2 separate regions of the Urocitellus parryii genome follow, and region 1 is linked to region 2. Evidence: chromatin contacts called from public Hi-C data. All regions are on one chromosome and are shown on one strand. Each heading gives the region's core, a stretch centred on a gene start, on an enhancer-like site or on the middle of the called end of the contact. The rest is flanking DNA. Distances are from core to core; before and after follow the strand shown.

Region 1 (5,844 bases), core at 3,215-5,714, 220 kb before region 2:
AATATCATTCATGTTGAGTTGAAAAATATAAGAGGTAAAATGCACAATAAATCCAAACATATTGTACTTACAGTAGAACTGAGAAAGCATATTATGGGAAATAGTCCACCTCTGAGAAATTCCATTATGGAAGGTCATCCAGCCAAGCAGAGATCAGTGGCTGAAGGAAGACCAGAAAGGTGGGGAGGCAGGTTTGGAACAGGGTATGTGGCCATTCTGGTTTCACTGTAGGTCAGAGGTCATTGTAGGCTAAGTTTCCATGGAATCTCCTCTAGAGATAGTATCACTGTAAGGCTCCCTCCATTAGAAAGATCCAGCCAAGTGGGTTCCCAAGAGGAGGTATTCAACATTTGACCTAGGACTCATAATGGTAATGAGCAATTTAGTTTTAAAAGAAGTAAATATATTGGAATGGTTATGGTGATTGAAGTTTTTAATTACTGGTTTATTTTTACACTCATTACCTCCAGAGAAACTTCGGTACATAGCGATAGATTTCTTTTATGTGTGTGTGATGCTAGGAACTGAGCACACAGCCTTGCCATATACCAGACAAGTGTTCTTCTGCTGAGCGAAATCCCCAGCTCTTAACTACTAATCTTGCTTTTGCATCTTCCTACCTATATTGTTCTTAAGTAAACCATTTACTTCTAGTTAATGTGTCTACTAATTAAGGGAAGTAAATCAGATAATAATGTCTAGCCAACAGCACTGAAAAGGAATTTAAAGTTCACTCTTCCACATGGTAAAAACCATTTCTCAATGTGGATTCTTGCAGCTGAGGAATTAACTTCTTTTAATTATAGGATATCAACACTCTCTTATCCACTCTCTCTAGTCTATTTCCTCATTATTTATGTACTTATTTGGTTACACTCAGTTTTGAGGGGTTGTACATTTATTCATCTTTCTATCACCCCAAGATCCCACACTCTATAGATTCACAAAGACCTCTCCGAACTTTCTAGCTCAAAAGCCTTTGAGAGATTGCAAAAATTTTAAAGGGTGTGGAAAATACTGAATAAAAAATTTGACATTTAACAGGGTGTATTCATCACTTCACAGTATTTCAAAACATATTCTGAGTTACAGAAAATTTAGAGTGTGGGAGGAGGAGTGAGCTAGGTCAATATGTCTCCTGAGAAAAAGAACTACTCATGTCCTAGGAAACTGTCAACAGAAAAGTCAAAATACTAACCTTTGCACCACCCATTTGCAGCTTCTTGGAAACAGTGATCTCATGAATGCTCAGGCCTTGCCTTGAACAGAGCCTTGAGCAGAGCCAGACTCTCTTGGTGCCTCCTATACTCTGCTGGGAAATAAGTGTCTTTAGAAGTTCATTGATCTAGCTAAGGCTGTTACATTCAAGACAATGCAGGGAAAACTCCTGGTGTGGCCTCGCCAGTTACTAGCCTACTGTTTGAAAAATGTACAAAGCAAGAAATTGTGGGCTGACTGGCACCTCTCTGACACAACTGTAGGGAAAACCATTCAAGCAAACAGCTGTTTTAGTTGTTAAGTAACACATTTGCTTTTCTAAAATTAAAGTAATTTCCACTTTAGCAGATTCAGAACTTATTTCCCAAAAGCATCCAAAAGAATATAAAAACCACCAAAATCCCATTGTGCCTAAAAGACAAAAAATAAAAACCTACTATTGTATGACTGACTGTCTACATTTTAAAATTTCTTCACAATAATGGTCCATTTAAAACATCTCTTCTTGTGTTCCAAATACTTCTATTCCATTTAGCTTTTTTTCTATCCCTCTCTTTTTTAACTCACCTAACATTTATTGAATAGCCGCTACTATGAGCTGAGCCTTTCTCATTTCTCTTTTCAAATTCTGCACATATTATCATCTCAATTATTGTGGGTAAGGAAACTGACATCAAAGAACTCATATGATTTTTCTTCCAGATCTCACGATGTCCATCTTCCTAATCTCTCTCCTTATTTCTGTCCATCCATTCATCTAACAAATGAAAGAATTATCTTTTTTAAAAAATCAAGATGAGATATGTTACTAAAAATACATACCTTTTGGTAAAGTCACTTCTGATGCTTAAAATTTCACAATGTCCTGAGTAGCACCATGTAGGTGGATACATCACTTCCTAAATTCTTCATGTATGAACAAATTTCTTGGTCTTTTTCACTAAGTAGTGAAAAATCAGGGGTTAGAGAAGATGATGGGCTGGGTGTGGTGGTGCACTCCTGTAATCCCAGAGACTCAAAAACTGAGGTAGGACACTTGCAAGTTTGAGGCCACCCTAAGCAATTTAGTGAAACACTGTCTCCAAATAAAAAATCAAAAAGAATTGGAGATGTAGCTCAGTGGTAAAACACTCCTGTTTCAATTCCCAATCCAAAAAAAAAAAAAAAAAAAAAAAAAAGAAAAGGTGATGGTGTTACCAGTGGGAAAACATAAAAGCCTCCAAGGCTAAGCATCAAAGGGCAGCCTCTTGTGAAGATGTCCTTTACACCTCCCACCTCTTCTCCTATTGGCCTGTCCTTTGGGGAAACTTCTTCATTCTTTTATTCTCTCACTCCTATTTGTGCATTTGCTGTGGCACTTATGGTCCTTTTATTTTTTAAAGAGAGAGAGAGAGAGAGAGAGAAAGAGAGAGAGAGAGAATTTTTAATATTTATTTTTTAGTTCTCGGCGGACACAACATCTTTTGTTGGTATGTGGTGCTGAGGATCGAACCCAGGCCGCACGCATGCCAGGCAAGCGCGCTACCACTTGAGCCACATCCCCAGCCCCACTTATGGTCCTTTATCTTTAAAAATGAACATATCTCCTTTAAATTCCTTGAGGACACAGAATCTTTTGATTCCCCATGGTGAGATTATATCACCTAGAAAGGAATAAGAATAATACATGCTGAAAGTGTGGCAGTTTGCTCTTAATAGTTTAACCTCAGGGGTATCCATATATGAATATCAAGAGATTCCAAGTAACCTCCAATGCATACAGGTTTCGTGCTCTTCATTTAATCCTTAAATCTTAGTGTTTCCTTCCCTCCTTCCAGTTTGGGATTGGACTCAGGGGTGCCCTACCACCGAGCTACTCTCCCAGCATCAATCACCCCCACACTTTTGAGGCAGGGTCTAAGTTGCTGAGGCTTGCCTGGAACTTATGATCCTCCTGTCTTAAACCCCAGAGTCTCTGGGATTACAGGTGTTTGCTTCCAAGTCCGGCTAAACCTGTTTTCAACTGGAAGTCTGAAAAACACTTCCCTATCATTATTCCTGTCCTAAGGCAGCACAGCTGCCACCATAAACAGAACTGCTGGTGACATTTACAGCTTCTTGGGTGACCTGGCATTCTGACTGGATACCAGAGGGTAAATGTACTCTTTGGCTATCACACCCTTCCTTGATCCGTTTCCTCCAGAGCTGTGTGCTCTGTTGGTTAAAGATTTACTTTTGTGTTTGGGCAATTGTTTTTACAATTTTTTGTGATTCCTGAAAATCACAAGAATAATTATCAAATGGAAAATTAATTTATAAATTACAACCCCTGGTTAAGTTACAAACTGGAAAAAATTGACACTAAAATTCTCATAGAAAACATGCAAGAAGAAAAAAGTTAAAACAGGAAAACTACTAATATGGAAGGCACCTAAATATGCCTGAATTTCCCTATGAGGAGCCCTATGTTAAATCTAGGTGCTTTTGATATTTCATATCGGACTTCTTACAAAAACTGAAAAATGAAACACAACTTTAAATGCAAACACAACTTTCAAGGACAGAGTGCTTAATATATAACCTGTATCTGCATACCCGTAAAAGGTTGTGTAACAGGACTGTTAAACATCCGCCCTTGAATGGCCCCGGAGGTCATTCAATCACCATCTTAGTGGCCATCGAGGTTAAATCCACCGGCAACTTAGGGTGAGCCCGGGCTCCCTCTCATTGGCAAGCTCACCGCTATTTTAGGTTACCTAATATCTTTTCTTGGCATTTCTTTCAAGTCTGGTTCTGCAAAAGGAAAGCGGCCTGGCTTCACCAGCTTGGGACTCAAAAACACCCCCGAGGAAGTTGGGGGCCCGCCCAGGTATCTAGCGAACCTGAGACGAAATAACTAGCCCAAGGTCAGAGGGCGCCCCAGGCCCGCCCTGGAAGTTTTTCCGGAGAAATCGGTGGTCCTTTCTCAACCATCTGCGTGGGTGTCCGGAAATCTGCCCTGCAGAGATACAACTCTCCGCCCAACTCTGATCCGCTTCTGGACAGGGTGTGCGCCCCGCGGCTCTGGGCCAAAGGGACGACTAAGAGATACTGGCTCACAGCCCCGGGTCGTCTGGCCGGGCCCCAGAGAGCGGACGCAATTGACCCCGCCCCCGGCTTGTCCTATTGACAGGACGCCCGGGGCCTCCCTATTGGGCCAGAGAGTGAATGACGCGAAGAGGCCCCGCCTCGCGCCGCGCCCCTCTGGGTGCCCGCCTCGAGGCTTGCGCTCACGCCGTTGACGTGTCAGGGCGGTCGGCTTCCGCTCCTCCCCGCACCGGCAGCCACTCAGAGCGGCGAGAGAGGCGGGGTGGCCCGGGCTGGCGCTCCCCTCGGCCCCAGCTCCCGGCCCGCCCCGCCGCCCTGGCCCCCCGGATGAGGGTATATATTCCGAGCGGGCGCGGAACGCCGATGAGTGGCGGAGCCGTAGGAGCCGGAGCCAGTGGAGCTGCGGTCGCGCGGAGGGAGGTAAGGGGCTCCCAGTAGGTGAGGAGACAGGTTCCAGGTCTCGCCCCCACCACCCAAACGCCCCTCCGCCACGCGCGCCTACGTGGGTACGCGTCGCACTACGGGCACAGCGCCGGCCACCTGGCCCGCGTCTCGGATCCCGCGGCGCTCGCACGCGCCACCTCGTGCTCCCCGCAGTTGCACCCCATTCTTGGAGACCCATCTGGAGGGTGTGTGGGATGGGCCTCCCGGTGGGTGGCGGGGCCGGGATGGGACGAGGACTTCCCAGATAAAGTGGGGACGTTGAGAGAGGAGGTTTGGGCCATCTCTGGACAGTATTATATTGTGTATACGTTTTCAAGGCGGTTGGGGGCGGGGAAATGAGCCCTCACCTGGGTGGGGGATAGGAACCTTGAGGTTCTCAGGTCAGATCCTGTGGACAGTTTTGTCAAGTTTGGGAGGCCTTCAGTCGGGGTAGGTGTGGTCGTTGGGACTGTCAGGTGGGAGCGAGTGGGGGTGTCCTGAATGAGGAAAAGAATTGAGGACTCTGACAAGGACAGGATATACCTGCTGCGGACATGACAATATGACCAAAGTTGCTTGCCACTATTTTTTTTTTTTTGTCTTAATATTGGTGGTGGGAGAAGGTTGAAATTTCTGGGTTTCCCCTCGCTTGGCCAGGCAGAATGGGATTGGAGAGCTAAGAGACCACATATTTGCTGAACAGATGGCTTCTTGAAGATTTTATCAAGTATGCCCGATCGCTGTACTATATTTATTTGTCCCTGGTTCATGAAATCTGAAATCAGGTGGTAGTGATTATAATATGTATATGTAATTATGTAGAGTTAAAGTTTAAAGACTTTGAGGTGAAAGCAACTGGGTGTGGACCCAAGGGTTTGCAGGAAATTGAAGGCAGTTATCTGTTCTTACATTATTAGTCAGTTGGCTCCCTTAACTGGGGCTACAAAAGACTTCATGGGCCGTGCTGCCAAGCAGTTACAGGGTTCAGTCAGTGGTTATGGTCAACCTCAACACTATTTTTCAAAAAGCTCTAAAGAGGTTTAGTTATCCATAATGAGTGTATACTTATAGCCCTCAAAGCAGAGATAGGGACAAAAAAGAGATAAGAAAAGGAAGAGGAAATACTGGATTTCTTTA
Region 2 (5,484 bases), core at 1,838-4,337:
ATTTCTCAAGTGTGGGCAACAGGTAACCTTTTACCATCAATGAACCTGATAAAATTTCACTCCTGAGGTAGTTTTAGGCCAGACTAAATGTGTGATATCAAGGGCAGAGAGGTGAAAGATATGAACAAAAGAAGCTGTGTGTGTGTCCATTGGCAGCTGTTCTTTTGCTCTTGTTTGCAAATTACAAGAAAGTTATTTATAGATAAGTTTGTAAGAATCAAAACCAGCTCTATTATGGAAGCAAAAGATACATTTACTCATCCTTGTCCATTGAAGGACTGCTTCAGTCTCCATAAAAGGGATCAGAGGTCAGTTTCAGGGCTTAGGGAGCAGGTAGATTTATTATAGAAAATAACTAAGCACATTTATTCTTGGAAGAGGGACAAGAAGACTAAGCCAGATAAAGAAAGTTCTTGGTTTGAACAAAAACTAATTATCTTTACAGGTGAGGGATAGTTTTGCAAAAAAAAAAAAAAGAAAGAAAGAAAGAAAAGAAAATAGTAAATAGATAGTCAAAGAGCAGTTGCTACATTTACTATTCAAATAATAGGAACCGAGATTTGTCAGTGATAGATGGAATCATTGTGTGCCTGGTTTCCAGGAAAACAGAATGAGCTCTGCACAACACAAACCTATTCATCTTGAGATTATAAAAACATACCTTCCCAAACTCATCTACTTAGTAAAACATATGTTCCAATATTTATTGAGCTGTGTTTTCTGTGTTATAACATTTTTAAAATACAAAATTAAATGACATCTATTAAAAATGATTTTATTCTAGTAGGTTAGCCCATCTTTCAAAGCTCACAGCACACTGAAAAAAGCAGATTATACTAAAAAAAAAGGAAAAAGAGACCAAAGTTACTTCATTCAGTTAAATGGAAGTCATAAGGGATGAGAGCCCGATGCCCTTGCTCTGCAGTCAAATGGCCTTCACATAATTCACACTCCATCCTACACTATCATCGCAAGATTGTGGTGATGCTGAACCTCTGGAGTCTGTACCCTCTACTTTCTGTGTAGAAATTAATTTTCTTTGGGATGGCCACACATCTCTCTTTCCTCTCTTACTCCTTTCACATGTGCCTGCTGAGCTCCAGGACATTTTAAAAGTGTTTGATTTATATTCTCAAGATTGGGGTTAATATCACTCTAATACATTCAGAAAATATTGTTGAACTGTGGTCTCTTCAGAGCAATTGAAAGTGAGATAACAATGAAAGTTGAGTCCCACCTCAGTAATGAAGAATTTTTATCTAGGAATCTAATGTTCAAATAATCAGATTTGCTTTTTAAAATCTAATTTTATTGGCATAAGATAAATGATTACTCTCAGTGGTATTATTAATCAAAACGTCTAGGATCAAAAACCAATACCAATTATCCCAGTTTTTTAGGGATCATAGCTGTTCATAAGTAATTGAAATTTTGAAGGAGGCCATGGAGTGGATTAAAGCATGTTCAGTAGTTTGATGTATGATGATATACAGTTTAATTCAGTTAACAGGGCATGGTAATGGTTCTTCTGTCTACTAGAAATATAGAAACCTAGAGGAAACATTAGAAATTTTTACAGCCGTTTGGTAGAGTACTTTTATATGTGTTGATTCTAATAAAAAAAACTAGGGCTCGTAATTTGTATACATTTTGTTTTTAATTTTTCCAGTAATTTTTTGTTTTTTGTATTTTCCAAAAATACGTATATGGAATGGCTTGGAAACAAAAAACTGCTTCTTGGCCAGAAAGAGTTTGAGAGGCATTGATGTAGATTATAGTATATTTTCAGTACATCATTCTGAGAATGAAGTTCTGAGAATATCTGATTCCATACCACATTCCAATCTTTGAAGATTGGTATTTCATGCATGATTCTACAGAAAATTCTTAATAAAGTCAATGTTCATTTTCCCAAAGAGGATTAAGCTGGATCTATACACTCAAAAAACAGTGGAAAATTTCTCATTTTTCTGATTGTACAGGTTGCAGAATCACATTGGTCATACAGTCACCTATATACATACAGCAATAATAATGTCTATTTTATTCTGCTGCCCTTCCTATCTGGCCTTCTCCTCCCCTCCCATCACTTCTCTCTACCCAATCTAATGTGACACACTTTTTTTTTTTAACTAGTTACAAATTGTAATCACATTATTACTTGCATAAGTTAGGTTGACTTTTTAAATGTGTTAAATGCAAAGAATTCTAAATAATGCAATACTATCCATTTTAATACAATGTTCATTTTACATGAGACAAGTAAGTGATCATTTTAAATTTATTTTGTTAGAAAGTTTCAAGCATTTATCTTTATTTCTTAATTTCCTCACTTTCCCTTTATCCCTTTTATTCTTTTTCTTAATTGTAGTTATATGAGAGATTTTTTAAATAAAATGATAAAATACAAAACATAGAAATATTTCTTCCAAGTTTCACAATTCATAAATAAGAAATTCACATATATTCAGATTTTCTATTTTAGGCAATGTTTTTCAAAAGTTAATATATGCTTCACATAATTATGTATAATATGCATTATTTTTACTTGATGACATCTTAAACATTGTTGCACATTACTAATAAATGTGATAAACATAAAAAAAAAAAAAACAGTGGAAAAGCACATAATCCCTGAACCTTAGCTCCTGTATCTATCCCTTTTCTCTAATACAAGCTCTGGTGCAACCATCCTAATGCCATTCTGAGGCTCCAGTACATGGACTCTGTGTGAGCCACGGCAACCCATGCTCTGCTCAAAGAGCACCACCACGCGGAAAAACGCAGCTGGCCCAAGCCTGGAGCAGCGGGGCGGGAGGCACCTGCGCCCCGGAGTAGGCGGGGACTTCCTGGATTGGCTTGACGCTCTGCGTCACGCGGCTCCGCCCCTCGGCCTATCTCACTCCACCCGGCTTAGGCGTTGCGCGCCGACGGCAGACTGCGATTGGCAGGCACGGTGCGGAGTCGATGACGCAAGAGTCCCGATCGGTTCCCCCATTGGTGGGTGTACGCTAGGGTGCAGCCTCTCTGGGGGCGGGGCGGGGGAGGGAGGAGGTTCCAAAGTTAGTATGAATTCGCAGGGGTTCCGAACGCTGAGGTGAGGACCTGCTTTACGGCTCGGCTCTTGAGTGTGCGAAGATGCGAAAGGTGGTTTTGGTCACCGGGGCGAGCAGGTGAGGGCTCTTTGGGGATTGCAGAGGCTGCGTTCTGGGGTCGGAGGGAGCAGAAGCCGGCGACCTGCCGTTGACAACCCGGGCAGTTGCCTGTCTTTGAATTTGCTCCGTTGGGGACTTGGGCCGAGACCCCATCCTACTATTCTCTGGTTCCTTCGCCAAGGTATGGGGCATGCTGGCCCCTTGAGGTACTCAGAAACTGGTGCTTTGAATGAAAACATGGCAGTGTAAGGGAGAACTACACCACCAGTAAGTCGTCAGGGTTGCTTGTGATTATCCAGGGAAAGGGAAGATTCCTACGCGGACCCTGCACACGCCTTTGACCCACTCTGAAGTATACACTGTGAATTCCTGAAGTTTAGTTCGGTGCTGAGCACGTGGCCATGTCTTATGCTCCTAGTTTTAAAATTTCAACTTCCATGAGCATCAGGAGCCCGCGCGCGCGGTGGGGAGCTGGTGTCTTATTTCATTTCACACAGCACTAACACATACTCTGTAATACAGAGTATATGATAGGAACATAGGAAAACATGATTCCTGTTAAGGCATAGTCCGTCCGAGTGCAAAGTAATTAGCTCATAAATATTCTGGGATTGCTCACCTGGACTCTCAGCCTCCTTTATTGACTGACTGTTTTACTTCTCATTTGTACTTTCACGAAGGATGTGTGGAGGATAAAATCAATCAATCCATTTTTCTACCAATTGCTTTTTGGCGTTTTGAGAGATTAAGACAGAAATATGGTAAATGTCATTTAAGATTGCCCTGCTTCAGTTATCTAACCATATTCACACCAACTAAATCAGCTATGTAGCTGTCTGCCATGGACAGTTTTTCGGTATGCCCTCTACTTTGCCAATGGGGGATAAATAAAGCAGGGCTGACTTAGTGTATGCTTCTTTTTCATATATTGTGATATGTGCAATTTTATATTTAAAGTCCTGTTATTCTTTAGTGAAGATGAATAAACATAACATACTTGATGCAGCATTGGTAGTACCAACATATTACTGATGGTTTCAGGCTCTTTTTGGAATTCTAATATTTAATTTATTGCCCCGGTTTTCATTAGTCCCAGCAGATGATCTGACTGCTGTCGCCATCTAGTGGGAAGTTTTATAGTGCTCTTTCTGAAGTAGTTTATTTAAAGTCTAAGCAAACTTGACCCTGCATCTCTTTCTTGGTCCCCATCTAATATTTATTGCTACCTCCTATTCAATAATACTGAGTTCTTTCTCTTTGTAGTGGTTATTCAGTCACAGTAATCGAGAGGGACTTATACCTCCTGCCTGTCACTGATGCCTCTTCCTAAAAAACTCATTCATTCCTTTATCAGGGATTTCTGGTGCTCCTTATAGTGGCAATGATACCAATAGGTGGTGGAGCCCTGGACCTTGAAGAATGTAGACAGCAAAATAAACCATAAGCACAAGAAACAGCTAATAAAATGCTCTTTTCAACACTTGCTAGTAATGTATCACTTTCATGAATAGCACAGTAAGTACATAATGAAAACCAGTTATTGTGCCATTGAGATTTTTTGGAATGGGAGAAACAAATGAGACATCATCCTGAACAAATGACTATTAGAGTGGCAGATTCCTCTTTTCTTTAAATAATGCTTAAATATTTTTTTTCTTGGTCTCTACTCTTCCTTGGAGCTCAAATTGATACAGTCAGAAAGAAATGCCTTTATTTAGCACCATCTGAATTTACATATATCTTGTACCTGAATTGCTTTCTCAGTGGCATCGGCCTAGCCCTTTGCAAGAGGCTTCTGGCAGAAGACAATGAGCTTTACCTTTGTTTGGCGTGCAGGAACTCGGGCAAGGCAGAAGCTGTCCGTGCTACTCTGTTGGCCTGTTACCCCACTGCTGAAGTCACCACTGTGCAGGTGGATATCAGCAACTTACAGTCAGTGTTTGAGGCTGCCAAAGAACTTAAACAAAGGTATTTCTCCTATTGTCTCATTTCTCTCTCATGTGATTGTGTAACATAACATTTAATAAAATATCAAAGGATAGGAAAACTTTGAACAGGTAAGAAATTATGCTGAGAAAATCTGTAGAGTGATCCTCAATACATCTCAGTTTCATTTCAGTACATCACATTTCCATTCTCAGTCATGAAGATAAATTTGTGAATATACCCTGATATATGGTCAGTTGTAATGGCTTAAATTAATATAACTCTTTTGATATTTGAACCGATTTTTACATATTTCTTCCACATAACAAATTCACTAATTGGTAGGGAGAGTATTGATATTTAACACTTGATGAAACTAATACAGAAATAGGATATTAGATAT

What was found. Hi-C and Micro-C count contacts between places; a contact is called where the count stands out from the background.
Region 1: a contact with region 2 is called in a Hi-C map of muscle, with 4 times the contacts expected there. The contact joins the promoter of Uap1 here to the promoter of Hsd17b7 in region 2. A contact is called at or near these places in 2 of 2 Hi-C or Micro-C datasets (liver and muscle).

Annotation. Positions count from the first base shown.
Region 1 is chr11:113,987,362-113,993,205 of mUroPar1.hap1, reverse strand. It overlaps Uap1 (UDP-N-acetylglucosamine pyrophosphorylase 1), which reads left to right and starts at 4,464. Exons shown (of 11, transcript XM_026412685.2): 1 at 4,464-4,704. The coding sequence starts at 4,612.
Region 2 is chr11:113,767,132-113,772,615 of mUroPar1.hap1, reverse strand. It overlaps Hsd17b7 (hydroxysteroid 17-beta dehydrogenase 7), which reads left to right and starts at 3,087. Exons shown (of 9, transcript XM_026412686.2): 1 at 3,087-3,173; 2 at 4,920-5,123. The coding sequence starts at 3,139.